Regions from separate parts of the Sus scrofa genome. Here region 2 is linked to region 1. Evidence: chromatin contacts called from public HiChIP or PLAC-seq data. All regions are on one chromosome and are shown on one strand. Each heading gives the region's core, a stretch centred on a gene start, on an enhancer-like site or on the middle of the called end of the contact. The rest is flanking DNA. Distances are from core to core; before and after follow the strand shown. Region 1 overlaps LOC106505748 (a long non-coding RNA gene). Region 2 overlaps LOC106505748 (a long non-coding RNA gene).

Region 1 (4,673 bases), core at 95-2,594:
AACACAATAACTGAGGAAGTATTTGTTTTAAAACCATTCCATTCTGCTTTCTTAATTTCTTGTTATCTCATCCCAGAAACTCTGAATTAACATGGCAAAAGTCCACTGTTTTGAGTTCAGGAAAAACAATATAATTCTTCTATATCTTTTCACAGACTTTGCTTGTTGGGCCAGAAGCCCGACTCATTTGGACACAGCTGTACTCTGAACTTACATCACTAGTTAACATTTCCACTTCTAGGCATTCATGTGGCTTATTTGTTCCAGAGATTTTCTGTTCCCTGATTAAATGTTTCACTGTGCTGTACCCACAGACTCATAAACTAGTTCACTGGCTGATTTTTCAAGACTGGGATTTAAAGAGCCAGTGACCTATTAAAAAACTTCATTTTTTTTTATCAATTAGATATGAAGCCTGCCCTATACACAATCTCAGTGTATGTTAAGTTTTTGTATTTGATCCTACATTTCCCTCTGTGAGGCTCTTTCCACTCATAGGGAGCTAAATTTATAGGGTTCATCTGGTGTCCCATTCTTAATCTGGGGAGCTGTACCCTAATCCTTATTAAGGCATTAGTAGCTGATTATGGGTTGACCATTCACATCTGAAGCTTGTGTGACTGAAATTTGGAAGTATTTAAAACCCTCCAAGAATGAAATTATAATGACAGTGTGACCTGGATGAATCAGGTTTTATGATAGTAGAGATTTTACCAGTTATAGTGTTTTGGGGCAACAGGCCTTGATCTTTTTTCCCAAACTGAATTTTTCTTGTTGGGGTCTATACCTACTAAGGGCTTCTGTTGTGTTTCCCATGAAGAATGACTAAGTCTTTGATTGGGAGTTGTTCCTTGATTAAAACAGGAACAGTGCAGAAAGAAATAAGCCTGCCCATCGGAGAACAGTTAAACACTGGTACTGCTCACAGCAGGGTGGTGTGGGGAACTGGCTTCTGGGACAGCACAGGAGCACAGTGCAGTGTTGGTGACTGTCATGCTGGTGAAATACCATGACATCTGAGGCCCCATGACATCTCTGTGTGGAAACATTTATTTCACAAGTGCAGACACTGATACCCTGGTTCTAGTGACCTTAAGACTTTCACTTCTATTTGTGCCTCTCTGAGATTCAGAGTGTGGGAAAGATGATTTTCAAGTTTCCATCCTTCTCACACTGATCCCTGCTGAATATTGGGATCGTTTCTGACCAGTACACCAGAGATGCTTCGGAGGTAGAGAGAAGCTTACCTCTAATGGACAAACAGGATGGGGCTGTATGGAGCAGTGAGATTGGCTGGAGAACTCTCTGAGTCATGTGCCAGACTGCTCTGCTGACATCTAGCTGAAGCCAGACAACCCTGCTCAAGACCAGGGTGCTGACCTAGGAAGGGTGGGTCCTGAGAGCTCACTGCTATGACACGTAACCACCCAGATCACTGGTTTCTTGAGTCATGTTACCACTTGCTCCTCTACTTCCAACCCTCCTGCTCTCAGGCACACCCAGCCAGTGACTGGGTCAACAATTGAAGTCTGTGAATCTGGCAGACCTTTCTCACGGATAAGGGGCAGCCTATGCTGTGGCTACTGTGGTGACTGGCATGTTCTTTAGGATGGCCACGCACAGGAAATACACTTCTGCTGTAGAGACTATCTAGTATTTTATGTTAATTCTGGTGTGTGGTCCCTGCAGAATCTTGGTACGATGAGGAAAATGGAAGGCATCACATTTTGATACATGTCATGACATCTTTAAGGGATGAGAAAAGCCTCTAATTAGCTTGTACCTATTTGGAATGCTTTCAGAAGTTTTGTGTTACCTCCTATAAGACATTGTTAGAGAGCCTGACCAGTGTTACACTCCTGCATTTTTAGAGTACATGTGGAGTGTTTTCTCTATGAGAATGTGAGCTACTTTGGGAGACTTGGTTATTTCTTCTTCAGAGTCTAGTAACATTGTTCAGTAGAATTTTTTGTGATCATGGAATTGTTCTATAATTAGCTACTAACCTCCTATGGCTATTGAGTGCCTTGAAATGTGGCTAGTGTGACTGGGAACTGGATTTTTGGTGTCTTTAATTTTGCCTTAATAGCCGTGTGTGAATATTGGCTACCACACTGGACAACACAAGTTTGGAATACTATTTCCTGGCTTATGGGAGGCAGACTAAATCACTATATGTTGAATTGAATTTACCATTCTTCAAGGCACTTGCCAAAATACACTTTTGCTATGTGTTTTTCAGATTTCTAATGTAACTTACTCTCAGTAATTCTAGATTGTCTATTTGTATGACACTTCAATAAGAATTTATTCTACATCTGGACCTAGACAGTCACTGTTACTGGAGCAGTGTTTCAGGGACTCCCAGGGCATAGGGAAAGAAAAATCCCACAATGATGCATAACGCTTCTGCTGTTTCCATAAATATACTTTCTAGATCCTCTCTGCCTTCCACAGTTCTTCCTAGATCATTTCCCAGTGAAAGTGGGAAATTGGATATTTCATAAATATTTTGACTTTCTTTCTGCTGCTGGGGAGGAAACAGAGTAGCACTTGCCACTGGAAGATGTCTGGATTTGAATCTCAGATCTGTGACTTCGGAAGAATCATTTAAATCTTTATAACTTCAATGTTTCTTTATCGAATGGAAATAAGAGGAATTCTTTCAGTCCTTTGTGCCTTTCAGAGTAGAAGTGTAAGAATCTTTGGCTTAAAGTGTGCAAATCTTCCTGAGCTATGAAACCCTGTACAAATATTTATGGCTGTGGCTATCATTGTTTTTAATTTCAGATGAAATCAATGCATTTGTGTAGGCCTCCGTGGTATATTTCTCCATGCCCCAACTTAATCATTCAGCCACTGCCTATGATAGTGACTTATCACTGAAAATATACAGGATCTTAGTAGACTGTGTTGTATGCCTCATAATCATGAATTAGTGTTTGTTGAATGCCAGACTGCATGGTATAGCACTGATCTCTGTGTAGTAGGTTGGCTAAACAATGACAACTTCTTGTGCCAGGAGAAAATTTGAAGAGTTCCCACTCATACTCAATATTGACTTGATGATTTACTTGCTTCCTGAGATATGGAGAGCTCTTAATTCTGGTCGTACGTATTAGACAGATTCATTGCATGACCCGGATAATTTATTTAGTCTATGTTTAGATGATCTAGAAAGGAAATTAAGTTTGTGATAGAAATTTTTGATCTCTTTCAGGTGATTTTTAACTGTATGTCTTAAATTTGCTTTTAAAATTGAGTAACTGGAGTTCCTGTCATGGTGCAGTGGAAACGAATCTGACTAGGAGCCATGAGGTTGCGGGTTCAATCCCTGGCCTTGCTCAGTGGGTTAAGGATCTGGCTTTGCCATGAGCTGTGGTATAGGTTGCAGACTTGGGTCAGATCTGGCGTTGCTATGGCTGTGGTGTAGGGCAGCAGCTGTAGTTCTGATTAGATCCCCAGCCTGGGAATCTCCATATGCCATGGGTGTGGCCCTAAAAAAAAAAAAGAAAAATAAATAAAATTGAATACCTAATTCTCCTTATGGAATACTGAATCAATTGTTTAGGAGTGCAGTACACTGTTAATGTGTTACAAATTTAACTCTTACTACATACAGATGCACAGGGAAAATGCGGCTTCATTGTTTTTCTATAGCTGGCCTGATCTTTCTCTTGACTTTTAATCTGTTGAGCAATGAAGAATGTATTAGTTATCAGTTGCTGCATAACAAGTTACTGTATAGCGCAGCAGTTTAAAACAAGAAACATTTATTATCTCATTACTTCTAGGTCATGAATCTGGGTGTGGCTTTGCTTGGTCCTCTGAGTCAGGGTCTTTCTTTTTCATATTTTTTTAGGACCACACCCATGGCATATGGAAGTTCCCAGGCTAGGGGTTGAATTAGAGCTGCAGCTGCCAACCTGCACCAAAGCCACAGTAATGCTGCCAGATCTGAGCCATGTCTGTGACCTACATCACAGCTTATGGCAATGCCAGATTCTTTAACCCACTGAACGATGCCAGGGATTGAACCCACACCCTCATGGATGCTAGTTGGGTTCTTAATGCACTGAGCCACAACAGGAACTCCTGGTTCAGGGTCTTTCAGAAAGCTACATTCAAGGTGCCATCTAGGGTGACCAACTGTGTGGGATCGCTCAAGACTGTGGTTTCCTGGGATGTGGGACTTTGATTGCTCACACTAGGAAAGTGTTGAGAAAACTGAGATGAATTGGTTACTTGAGCTGGGTTTCATCTAAAGTCTAGACTGAGGAACAGTCTTTCAAGCTCATCCATGTCAGGTGGCAGGATTTATTTCCTTGTGACATACAGGACTGAGGGCCTCAGTTCTTTTCTAGCTGTTGGCCAGAAATCTCCCTTAGTCCCTTGCCACATGGATCTCTTTACTCAGCAGCTTACAGCATGGTCGCTTGTTTCATCAGAACAAGCAAAGTAGAGAGGAAAAGAGATGAACAAATTGGAAACCAGAGTCTTTTTCACACCAGATCTTCAAAGTCACAACCCAACACTTCTGTTCTTTTGTTTGTGAGAAGCAAGTCTTCAGGTCTGAACTGTACTTAAAGACAGTGGATTATACCAAGGCATAAGTGCCAGGAGGTAAGGACCACTGGGAGCCATCTTAGCATCTGCCTACCATGAGAAGACAA
Region 2 (4,829 bases), core at 1,631-4,130, 81 kb before region 1:
TAAATGGAGAAGGGGCTGCCAGGCTGGCTCTCGTGTCCTACTCTTTGAGTCTGGGCCATATGACTGCCTGACCAATAGAATAAAAGGGAGGTGGCGTGGTGCCAAGTCCTGGGCCCAGGCCTTGAGAAACTGACAGCTTCCACTTCTCATGTTTCGGAATGTTTTGCTTTTGGAACCCAGACACCCTTTTGTGAAAAAGTCAGGTAGCCACATGAAAGCCTACCCAGGTTCTGGTAGGCAGCCAGGCCTGACTTGTCAGGCATGTGAGTGAATCATCCTGGAAGTGGATCCTCCAGCTCCTGTTCAAGCTGCCCTAGTTGACACCACATAAACACAGATGAGCTTTCCCCCATGAGCTCTGCCCAAATTACAAATGGATGAGATAAAAAAATGATTGTGATTTTAAAACTTTAAATTTGGGGATGGTTCATTACACAGCAACAGATAGCTGGAACACACAGCTACATCTACATATTCCTTCCCCTATATGCCTAGTCATAGTTAGTGATAGTAACAGTAACACTGTCACCCAAACGTTATGAGCATTCACTCTAGATTTTTCCTGTTTCCTTTTCCCTCATATTCAGTGGATCACTAAGTCATGTAGTTTCAGATTTTACCTCTTAGATATTTCTTTAATCTGCTTCCTTTTCTCTATCCCTTTGTAATTCCTCTGTATCTCTTCATGTTTTGCAGAAGACTCCTACTATATTTTCCAGCATCCATTTTCGTCCTGCTCAAAAGCCATTCTTTGCAATGACACAAAAATTCTCACAAAATAAATTCTAGCCGTGCTACTTTCTGCTTAAGTCATCTTGAGGAAGTAAACAGAAAACAATTAAATATATGATGCCATTATCTCATTTCTCTACTGACGAAGGACCTAAGTTTTCAGTTTTAAAAATCATAATACTAATATAAGTTACTGTGTAGCGCAGCGGGTTAAGGATCCAGTGTTGCAGCACAGATTTGATCTCAAGCCCAGGATCTTCCACATGCCGCAGTTGCAGCCGAAAAAAGAATCACAGCACTAATGTATAGATATATTTTTATGCAATTTCCTACAGATGTCCTAATCTTCATTCTGCCCTCACCTTTACTTCCATCAAACAACCACAACAATAACATTTTACTTACAGTGAATTAAAACGCAGGGTGCTTCGGATTTCCCATCTGTCAGTGGTAAACAAACAAACATAGAATATTGTCTATGGGATTTGAGGGGGATACAGTAGTTAGTCAAAATGTTAATACCCGGCTAAATTGTCATTTGTAAATGAGAGAAATAGAAATGCAAGAGCTTTAAAAAAGAATATCACCCACATATGCTTTCTAGAAATAAAAATGATTATTATTTTAGTCAGTCTTGTCCTATTTACAATGAAACTTTTTAGCTCGGTTATGTCATGAAATTGGATAATATTGCAATAGCTGCCATACTATTGCAGTGACAAATATTGCAGCATTAACTAACACTTTTCAAATATCTAATAGTTTAGCAACATTATAAGATAAATTGACTTCTGAAAGCTAGTCTTGGGGGACTAACTGCTAATTTTAAAATCTTATTTCAATAAGGAAATAAATTTTCTTTCCAACTTCCATGCATCTAGGTTAATTTTTGGAGCATAATGTAGAAATATCTGAAGTAATTTATCTTTATGTCCCATAAATGATAGTTTGAGTTTGAACATATTACAGTGTATAGCCAAAATTCATACTCTTGATATTTAAAAGATACGCATATTTATGAGAATGCTAAATGATGTTTTTCTGAAAAACATTCATTTTTTTCCTTGCAGTTTCTTCAAAACAGTAAAATGTTTGGAGATCAGATTCTGAGTCTGTTTCAAAGTTTGACACCCAAGAATTGGCTTCAGTTTGACATCAATTGGCATTTCTTTTTGTTTTCAGGTCGCCTTGGGTCTGCATTATCATAGCAAATGACTCTTAAATCAGTAGGAGGCAGGTATGGAGATCTATAATGTGATAGTATTAATATTTCAATATGATAAAGAATTCAATACTTGGAATACTGAATCACAGGTATGTGTGGTAGCAGTGACTTTCCCAGAATCATATTTTAATTACAGGGATATCTGGTTACTACTCATTCAGAGAAGCTTGCAAGTAATTGCATTGTTCAAAGAATTTTTCTTGAGGGGAGATTTTAGCTCTTTTGCTTTTTTCTCATGTTGTTACCTCAGAAGTGGTTATGTTGGAGTGTGCGTATGTGTTTGCAAGTGACATAATTCTAATCCAGATTCCACATCCAAAATGGATATTTTAATCCAGAAATACCTTTACCAGGTAATCCGGTAACAGCTGTAACAGGCAGGAACAACCAAGGGTGGGTACTTTTACCCTCATGATGAGGAGTGTTGTATGTAAATAGGTCATAGATCGAACCTTGCTTTTTAAACCTTTCTCTTTTAAAATTCTTCCTCTTCATAAGTCTGGGAGAAAGAGAAAAAAAAAGAGAACTAGTTTTTTCTTATTATTCATTCTTTAAAAAAACATGGGATGTTGTGAAAGCTATTGTATGTTTTTCTAAGCCCTCGAATTACTAGACATCTTGAGAAAGTTTGGGTTTGGGAGCACTTAGTGTTTGTTCTCCATTAAACAGATGGGAAGGAGAGAAGGGTTAAAACCACTGTGTCAGATATTAAATGATCTTACTGTGATGGTGTTGGGTTTAAGTGGCTAGAAGGACCAGGTATTCAGTGGGCATATCTACTGTTAGGTTCTGGTTTCATATTTTCCTTTGTTTTTCATTTCGAGTCTTAGGAAAAAAATAATCCTGGCAAAGAAGAGCCAGGCAGGATGTATCATGCAAATAAAGGAAGATCTCATCCTACAACTTAATTTGATTTCAACATAACCTCAGTGAAACCACAAAAGATTTATGTAACCTGAGATTTCTCATGCTTGGGGTCTGTTGGGTCCTAGTTCTATGCAACTTGGAAAAAATCCTAAAATTCTAACATTATTTTGGTAAGTCCCCACAGTCATCTCTTTACCATAATGTGACTGAATAATACATGAATATTGGAGGGTTTTCTGGACTTGTCGGCTGTGTTCCTTTTCTTTTTTCCAGTCTTTCTCAGTAATCATCCTCATTATTACCTAATTAACTCTGTTTAAGCCTTGCACTACTGAGTCACACAAAAAGTATCTTGCCATTAGGTTGCTTGAAGACTGTGAAGCTTGAAAGTAGTTATATGAATCTTACTCTATTTAACCTCACCTCATTATATAAGCAAATAGTTTGCTTAACTGTGAATACAGTCTGGGGTTATCTATGAGTGATACTGCTCTGCCGTATTTTAAGGTTAATCTAATATTATCATCTTGGAGGTTTGGCCAAAATACTAGCCAGTGATCTTGAACTGAGTTATTTCTGCTGACATTGGACTTCTTGAGTCCAGAAAGTAACTCATTATGAAATCTCAAATGCCTTCTGTAAGGTGTTTCTTAAAAACTTAAATGGTTCAACTTGATTAGATAAAATTCTTGTGCTTGAAATTTTTTTAACACACAGTTCATAATCATCCAGAGGAGTACTAAACTCGTTTATGTTCCACTGTGTGGTCCTTTAACAAAGAGACTTACCTAAGTCAGCTGTGGCTTGAACGGTCTTCCAAACAGCACAGGAAATAGGGCTCTGCTTGGCTAAGGAAATGTGAGGCATTACACGGTTTGGGCAGCCAATGATTAGGAGCGGGAGGAAGCCTGTACATTCTCTATGCTATTCTGTAACCCCTTACCTCTTACTTTCTTTGAATAAAAAGGTAATGTTCTTTTTAATTGGACTAGAGGGTGACAAGAATGTCCTTGATCTAGATCAGGTTGAGGGTGGGTAACAAGCTGTTGCCCTCACCTATGGGGCACATAGTTTGCGCCTAGTAATTTGAGATTTACAGACATTATCTATGGGGAAATAATGGCTCAGTGTAACGAACCTGACCTGTATCCATGAGGATGCGGGTTTGACCCCTGGCCTCGCTCCCTGGGTTAGGGATCCAGCTTAACTGGCGGTGGCCTGTTGTGTAGATTGCGTAGCTCAGATCCTGCATTGCTGTGGCTGTGGTGATGGCTGGAAGCTGCATCTCTGAATTGACCCCCAACCTTGGGAACTTCCATATGCCCCATCTGCAGCCCTAAAAAAAAAAAAAAAAAAAGCCCCAAAACAAAAAACAAAATAAAACAAAAAAGGTCCACACATTGCCTCTAAATCTTCACCAATGTAGGTATAACCAGCCCCAGTTTATAGAGTAGGAACATGATTCCTGGAAAAGAGTGGGAAAGAATCCTGAATATGCAAAATCATCTCCTGAAATGGCTATGGAAAAAAAAAAAAAAAAAAAAGACTGAATTAACTGGAAGTGATGAGCCAGAAATGACTAGATCACATTTCCTGCATCAAAAAGAGGGGGAGGGAGTGGGATAGATTTGGAATTTGGGGTTAATAGATGCAAACTATTGCCTTTGGAATGGAATTGATAAGCAATGAGATCCTGCTGTATAGCCATGTGAACTCTATCTAGTCACTTATGATGGAGCACGATAATGTGAGAAAAAAGAATGTATACACATATGTGTTACTGGGTCACCTTGCTGTACAGTAGAAAATTGACAGAACACTGTAAACCAGCTGTAATGGAAAAAATAAAAATCAGTATAGGAGTTCCCGTCGTGGCGCAGTGGTTAACGAATCCGACTAGGAACCATGAGGTTGTGGGTTCGGTCCCTGCCCTTGCTCAGTGGGTTAACGATCCGGCGTTGCAGTGAGCTGTGGTGTAGGTTGCAGACGCGGCTCAGATCCAGCG

What was found. HiChIP or PLAC-seq counts read pairs in DNA pulled down with a chosen protein or histone mark.
Region 2: a contact with region 1 is called in an H3K27ac HiChIP or PLAC-seq map of alveolar macrophages. The contact joins two enhancer-like sites. A contact is called at or near these places in 1 of 47 Hi-C or Micro-C datasets (adipocytes) and 2 of 2 datasets of contacts at active chromatin or transcription factors (alveolar macrophages and skeletal muscle).

Annotation. Positions count from the first base shown.
Region 1 is chr13:115,727,662-115,732,334 of Sscrofa11.1, forward strand. All of the region lies in intron 1 of LOC106505748 (a long non-coding RNA gene), which reads left to right. Among named protein-coding and RNA genes, the nearest start is that of TBL1XR1, 240 kb to the left of the region's middle. Within about 2 kb of position 1,345, at least 31 of the 83 cell types and tissues checked have an H3K27ac peak or open chromatin away from gene starts, as enhancers often do. A contact at or near this core is called in alveolar macrophages, where this site is marked.
Region 2 is chr13:115,645,576-115,650,404 of Sscrofa11.1, forward strand. All of the region lies in intron 1 of LOC106505748 (a long non-coding RNA gene), which reads left to right. Among named protein-coding and RNA genes, the nearest start is that of TBL1XR1, 160 kb to the left of the region's middle. Within about 2 kb of position 2,881, at least 1 of the 83 cell types and tissues checked has an H3K27ac peak or open chromatin away from gene starts, as enhancers often do. A contact at or near this core is called in alveolar macrophages, where this site is marked.